2 separate regions of the Sus scrofa genome follow, and region 1 is linked to region 2. The links are chromatin contacts, called in public HiChIP or PLAC-seq maps. All regions are on one chromosome and are shown on one strand. Each heading gives the region's core, a stretch centred on a gene start, on an enhancer-like site or on the middle of the called end of the contact. The rest is flanking DNA. Distances are from core to core; before and after follow the strand shown. Region 1 holds the start of MRPS7 (28S ribosomal protein S7, mitochondrial). Region 2 holds the start of TMEM94 (transmembrane protein 94).

Region 1 (3,718 bases), core at 784-3,283, 150 kb before region 2:
GTGCAGATTTTGGGGACTGTTTTTATAAAGGTGTGAAGAGGGGGCTGGCTACAAGGCATGGAACATGCCTTAAGAAAAGGCAGATGTTCTGTTATCTTGAAGATTTCAAAGGCATTTATCAGCAGCAGTCAACGCAACTTAATCAGTTGACAGGTAGCTGGACGGATGCTTGTGGAATGGTGAGAAGAAAATAAACAACTGTGGATTTTAAGAAATGTTTTTTACAAGCAAAAAAAAAAAAAAAAGATGGTGCTGCACTCCAAGCAATGATCTATTCGATTGGTACAGTTTAGAACTGTGAAGGTGGACAGAGGGTAAGAATGGAATCCTCTTAACACTACCCCAAATATCACTCTAAGAATCAGGAAAGGGTCAAAAGCCAGTCTCAGCTCTACAGATACCCTCCCCTACCCCCTCATCATTTCTACTCTTCCTCAGAAACAGATTTATGTCTCTTCTTTCCAACTATAACTCTAAACCTAGCCTATGAAACTCAGCTCAGGTCATTTAAATTACTCCAATGTCCTCATTAATATCTGTGAATGGAACCAATTCCAATGTGCTTATTATCTGGTTGGGTGGCTCTGGGCAAGTGAATTGACTAGAGTCAGGGTGTCCTCTTTTTGTGACACTGTGATAGTACCTGCTTGCTAGGATACTTGACAAATGAATTAAATGAATGTCTTTGGAGCACTCTTAGCTCCTTGGAGAACAGTTCCATATATACCGAAGACTTTGTGACCTCCCTGCAACTGCAGATTTCGCTCATGTAACCTAAGTTCAATCACCTGAACAGGGTTTTATTAAGTAAAGGCAGGCAAGGAGCTCCCGCTCTGGCACAATGGCATCAGTGGTGTCTTGGGAGCGGTGGGACACCGGTTGGATCCCCAGCACAGTGGGTTAAGGAACCGGTGTTGCCGCAGCTGTGGCTCTTGGCTGTGGCTCGTATCTGATCCCTGGCCTGGGATCCCCATGTGCCGCGGGTCGGCCAAAAAGAAAAAAAGAAAAGTCAGGCAATTGGAGGAAAGAGCCATCACCTCCAAGAGCCTGGAGGCTCTAGTAAATAACAGATCTCCGCACAAGGCACTGTCTAAGCATCTAGCCTGCTGCCTTATCACCCTGTTCAATTTGTCTTCACTGAAAGAGACCTCCAGGTGCCTCCTCTAACCCACAGATAAAATAATATTAACCCTTGAGCCAAATACTACCTGCTAGAGTTAAACCGTTATTTCTTTAACAGCAATATGCATTAGCAATCATAGCAATAGGCCGCTATAATTACAGCATCAGGCAGCGCCTCTCAGGTTTGCTCAGTATAGGTTATCAACGAAGGACTCCTTAAGATATGCAGGGCGGGGGTGGGGAACACAGCTTTCACCATATTTTGGTCACTGCAGGAAAAAGGTAAAGCCCTGTTTTCTCTCTCACTTTAGATTCTCACTTCAAACATTCAGCCTGCGCGAGGAGGTCACTTCTCCTCGAATACAGGTTCACAATTCTGAAGCTATGCTTGCTCATCGGCACCGCCGCTTCCGAAGCTTCAGCCCAAATCCGGAGCTTTTCCCTTGGTCAGGAAGGCGCAGGGGTTCCCAGAGTCAAAAGCCGCGCGCGTCCCCACCACAGCTGCCCCAAAGCGCCGGATGCCTGTCAGCCCGAAGCACTTGGCTGTAGCTTTCTCGAAGCCCAGGAGGCCCGGACCGGACCCGAGCTCACGCCGCGGCGCGCGGAAGCGGGAGCAGGCGCCGCAGCACAGGGTGCAGGAGCCCGGGCGTCCTGACGGGGAAGGGGCGTGATCGCGAGACGCTCCCAGAGCAGGCGATGCCTGCCGCAGCTGCCATGCAGCGCCACCGCGGGGCCCGGGGAAGGGGCAGAAGGGTGTGGAGAGGGGCGGCTCGGCGGCTTGAGGGCAGGCACAAGCGACCGGGGCTACTCACTCAGCCAGGACTCCAGGCTCTCCCCTTCCGCCTCCGCCATATTGCAGCCGCCCGGGCCGGCCCCGCGGCCTCAAACCTCGCGAGAACCTGCAAGAGCTGAGCTGGGGCGGGGCCTGCATAGGGCCCTGAGAAGAGAGAGCGCCGCCACCGAGGGTTGCGCCAGGCTGCGGCGAATAATGGGAGCGCGAATGTTTCCTTTTGACTCTTCACCTTAGACCCCGGTGTGAGAGACTCTTAAGGCCCCCATAGGGTGAAGCCCAGGTTTAGGAGCCTGTGCAGCCTTTCCCGGACTTCTGTCACCAGCTCAGGCGCACCGAGGGCAGTCTCTGTGGGGTCCTCGTGGCCAGCCAAGATGGCTGCCCCCGCGGTGAAGGCTGCGCGAGGGTGGTCGTGCTCGGCCTTGGGCGTGCGGATTGCCGTCCTCCGGTTTCCAGGGTGAGAGGGCAGCCTGTAGCTGGGAGGCCGTTTGGGTCTTCACGGAGAGACCTGCTGGAAAGGAAGAGGGGCCGTAGACAGGCCGCGCGGGAACCAGGGGGCTGGGATGTCCGGCTCCATGGCTCTTTAACCAGCAGGGTGATTTTGGGTCAGTCTGAAGACATAGTGACTTCCCGCCCGCTCGAGGGGTTCTAACTTAGCGCCGAAAGTGCGATCCTGTTAAAGAACGCAGAGCTGGGATTTTCTTTGTTGGAAGGGAGGGGGAGAGATGCATAGGCGGGGCGCCTATCCCGAGTTTCAGGCCCGTCCTTACCGTTGGCACTTCCTGGCCTGTTTGGGGGAAAGTTCTCCTCCTGCTTGGGACGGGAACCAGAATTATCGGGGTTCACCTTTGGCTAGCGGTCTCCGCGCCGCTCTCACTCGTCGGCGGATTGGCACCCTTGCCTATTGTTAAGTCAAGCTATTTCACTTGTGGAGTCAGCTTTTGCCCTCCTCTTCCTCTTCCCCGCCTCCAGGCTAACCCAGGTGAGGTGGAGCCGCTATGGTCCTGAATACAAGGATCCCCAGATTGACAAGGAATATTACCGCAAGCCGTTGGCGGAGCAGACGGAGGAGGAGAAGTATGAGCGGGATTTCAAGAAGACGCAACTTATCAAAGCCGCCCCCGCGACCAAAACAAGTTCTGTGTTTGAAGACCCGGTGATCAGGTTAGAAGGAAACAAAGTTTTTTTCCAAGGACCGGGACTTTACCAGGGAGGGTCTATAGTAAGGATTCCCTGACACGGCCTTGAGAGGCTAAACATGTTGCTTTTCTCCTTGAAGTAAATTCACCAACATGATGATGAAAGGAGGAAACAAAGTACTGGCCAGATCCCTCATGACACAGGTAAACAGTCCCTCTGCTTTTCCCCGTAGCTTTGTACTTGGCTCTTTCGTTTTAGCATGAAAAAAAAACGGATTCTGTAGCTGTCGTTGAAATTAACTTCCCTGTATGCATGTGTGGGAGTGGGGCTTTAATGAAGTCCTGCAGGAGTCAACAGCTACCATTCCTCATCCCCATATCCCAAATCTTAGCCCACTCTTTCTTTCCTGGTCCAGGGAAGAGGGAGACACTGAAGATCCTGGTTTCAGCAGTGCGGAGGGAGGAGCTGCACAGTTAGAGAACAACAGTGTGACGGGAGTAAAGGGCAAGATCCTAGCTCAGCTGGGAAGACCCTTTAGGGAGCCCGGGGCAGCCTCTTCCGTCGTCTCTCATTGCAGACACTGGAAGCTGTGAAGAGAAAGCAGTTTGCCAAGTACCACGCTGCCTCTGCTGAGGAACAAGCAACCATCGAACGCAACCCTTATAC
Region 2 (3,450 bases), core at 507-3,006:
TGAAACTGGTAGGCACTTAGTTTAAATTTGTTGGTTAATATTCATAAAACCCAATGAAACAGAGAAACAAGTATGGCCAGGAGTTCCCTGGTGGGTCAATGGGTTAGGGATCTGGTGTTATTGCTGTGGCTCAGGTCGTTGCTGTGGCGCGGATTCAATGCCTGTCCTGGGACCTTTCCCATGCCACAGGCGTGGCCAAAAAAAAAAAAAAAAAAAAAAAGGAAAAAGAAACAAGGATGGGAGTTTCCTTGTGGCGCAGTGGGTTAAGGACCTACCATTATCTCCACAACAGCTTGGGTTGCTGCTGTGGTGCGGGTTCAACCCCTGGCCTGGGGACTTCCATATGCCACAGGAACCACTGGGGAAAAAAAAAAAAAGAAACAAGTATGGCCAGAGGAGACCAGATGGGTAGAACGTGGAGCAGGGCAGGATGATTACATTACATCTGCCAACCTTCCAAATGCAGGCGTTCCCACCGTGGCTCAATGGTTAACGAACCTGACTAGTATCCATGAGGACACAGGTTCAATCCCTGGCCTTACTCAGTGGGTTAAGGATCTGGCATTGCTGTGAGCTGTGGTGCAGGTCGCAGACGCAGCTTGGATCCAGCGTTGCTGTGGTTGTGGTGCAGGCCAGCAGCTACTGCTCCGATTCAACCCACAGCCTAGGAACCTCCATATGCCGTGAGTGCAGCCCTAAAAAGACAACAACAACAATAATAATAACCTTCCGAACGCAGTCATATAAACCTTTTGGGATGATGTGAAAAGACATAAGGTACAGGAAATTGACTAGTTCAGTTCAGCAAACATTTACGGGGTACCAGGCTCCAAGCAAGGAGCTGTGGGGTCTGCCAGGATAAGCCCGCTGCCTTTAGGAGTTTAAACGCTTACAGAAACAGTCCTGTGGAAAGCATATTTACTTTGTAAAGTCAGCAATGGAGACACACAAAAAAGTACAGTGCTGTAGGGAGAATTTCAGTGACTCAAAGTCAGGGAAGGCTTTAGGGGAGGTCTTGTTTGAGGTAGGCCTTTAGCATGGGCGTGTATTTGAACATTGGCTTTATCGGTAAGAAAGAGCCTTCAAAGCACAGGGAGCCTCTTGGGCAAAGGAGCAATGGTGGGAGGGTCCCAGAGGTATTTACGAAATGATGGTAAATCTCTGTAGTTTGGGTTGTGGGGAGTTAAGCTGAGAAATGCATGTCTGGGACAACCTATGAGGGACTTTGCATTTCCGGTAGAGCGATGTGAATTTTTCTTTTGGCTAAGATAAACTGCAAATTTCTGTATGCAGGAAAGTGACGTGATTCTACCAGTCTTAGACAACTGGTAAACAGTTCAAACAGAAGATTAGGTACCCGACATGGCAACTTCTTGTCCAGCTGAGAAGAAAGAGAGATTATAATTACATAAACTCATTACTAAAAGGGGGAAGGGGCTTTTGCTTCCCAGGGCCAGCCATGACCTTCTTCCAATTTTATAAACAGACTAAAAGACAAAAAACAAAAACCCCAACTCTCCAGACTTAGATCTCTGGGAAAACAGAAGTAAATACTGACACAGGGTTGCTTTGTTTTCCCAAGAGAGGTCTCTCAGGCGATTTCTCTAATTATCTAGAAAAAAATTTTTAACTTGTTTTCCCTTTGGAGTTCGGCCGAGCTGAGGAGAAAACTGCAGTACTGTCTTAGATTCTCCAGCTTTGGTTTGGAAGCAGTATTCGTCCCTGAGGGACTCCCTCCAAGGTCTCTGAGCAAGGTGTCTCTAAGGATTTGTACCCAGCAACGAGGAGGGAGCTTAAAAGTAGGAGACACAGGAGCTCTGCAAAGGGCCTATTTTAAAAAGAAAGAAAGGCGGGGGGCAGGAGGTCTAGTCGACCTTTTTAGGATAACTCCGAGGGAAAACTAATCGAGAGGAAAGTCGCGCCTTCGCCTCTGGTAGAATCTCCGGATCAGAAGACGGCCGAGCGCAACGCACAAGGATGGATAGTGGCAGCGCGCTCTCACGCCGGCATCTCTTGGCACTTAATTCCGCCCGGCTCTCAGAGGGGCGGATGCAGCTACAGCCGAGCACTCCTCCTAACCAATAAGAAGCCAGAACTCCCCGCCCGTCTCTGATTTAGACCAATCAGGATCCAGGACTTTAGCTTGCGACCGGCGTCTCTGTTGTCTGAGAAGGAAAGCCGACCCCTAGGAGTTGCCAGTAACGGGCATGGCTGCAGTCCTTGGAGGAGGGGATGTGAAGTGAGGAGGGGGCAGGGAGGGGAGAGGACGCAGGCGAAGAAGGACACCCCGGGCCCTGGTAAGTACGTGAAGACCCGTGGCCCTGAAGCACGGAGAGCAAAGGGGCGTGGGGCTTGGCTTCCGCAGCTTCCGGATTCTTGGCTTAGCGGAGGGGAGTCTGGGGTCTGCACCCAGGGAATGGCCTCAGGGGATCCCTTAGGTGGAGGCCGTTGCCTCCAACTCTTGGCCATTTCCTTTCCCCAGATACTCACACCTACCCTCGGCCCTGGCTTGGCCCCTTGGGGGTCCTGCGTCAGACATCGAAGCCTCCCGCCAACAAAGACTCCCTGCCCCAGGATTGCTGTGGCTGGGCCCTGGCCCAGAGGGCTTCCGACGCTGGTGTCCAGTGTATTTATAGATCTCCGGGAGTCCCCATCCTGGCCCCAGTTCCGACGGTTGTTCCCCCTGCGCGCGCTCTCCTCTGCCGCCCGGGCCCTTGTGCTGATCGTGTCCCCTGTGTCCAGGTGGATGGAGCCGGAGGGGCTTTTCAACCTTCAGCAGTTTGGAGCGTGCCCTGCCTTTTTTTACGCCCTCTTCCGCCTTTCCAGAATGTTTAAAGACTCATTCGAAGCAACCAGGGGAATATTGTTTGCCACCCCATAAACTGATCTCTGTGCGGTGCTCTGTTCCTCTGCTGCTCACCGCTGAAGTCCTGTTCTTAGAATCCCTCGCGAGCGGTGGTACGAGTCCCTGCCAATGCCAGCAGCGAGGGAAACCCTGCTCTTTCATTGGTGTGTGACCACGGGCTGCTTTGGCGCGGGCATGGGTTTGGTCACGTGTTGCTACATCCCACCCTCTTTTTCGTGTGTGGCTCTTGGGGAAAAGTAAGAGGGAGCTCTGCCTTGAATCTGTTTTCCTTCTACTATGTGATTTTTGTGCCGGGGGGACGATGATCATTTTCTCATGCTTTATCCAAGACACTCGTTTCAGCGGCGGTGACAGTTCAGTTGACCCTGCATAGTCTTAGAAGATGGGCATCGGGAGGGAATTTTAACATTTTCTCTGTTACAGATGTGGAACCTAATAACTGTTGGGAGAGTTACAAAGGGCCAGGGCCACCAGGGGCCAGGACTGGAATTCTGAAGTTCAGAATTCTTGAGTTCTTTATCCGCCAGAGCTGGTTGTTTCCTTGGTGGAATTTAAGACAATCAAGTTCCCTGACTTCTCTCAGC

The links. HiChIP or PLAC-seq counts read pairs in DNA pulled down with a chosen protein or histone mark.
Region 1: an H3K27ac HiChIP or PLAC-seq map of alveolar macrophages shows a contact between it and region 2. The contact joins the promoter of MRPS7 here to the promoter of TMEM94 in region 2. A contact is called at or near these places in 1 of 5 promoter capture datasets (fetal liver) and 2 of 2 datasets of contacts at active chromatin or transcription factors (alveolar macrophages and skeletal muscle).

Annotation. Positions count from the first base shown.
Region 1 is chr12:6,053,984-6,057,701 of Sscrofa11.1, reverse strand. It overlaps MRPS7 (28S ribosomal protein S7, mitochondrial), which reads left to right and starts at 2,033. Exons shown (of 5, transcript XM_003131206.5): 1 at 2,033-2,369; 2 at 2,885-3,076; 3 at 3,192-3,255; 4 at 3,630-3,718. The coding sequence starts at 2,287. It overlaps GGA3 (ADP-ribosylation factor-binding protein GGA3), which reads right to left. Exons shown (of 18, transcript XM_021066652.1): 2 at 1,935-3,639. The coding sequence starts at 1,974.
Region 2 is chr12:5,904,095-5,907,544 of Sscrofa11.1, reverse strand. It overlaps TMEM94 (transmembrane protein 94), which reads left to right and starts at 1,756. Exons shown (of 32, transcript XM_021066635.1): 1 at 1,756-2,297.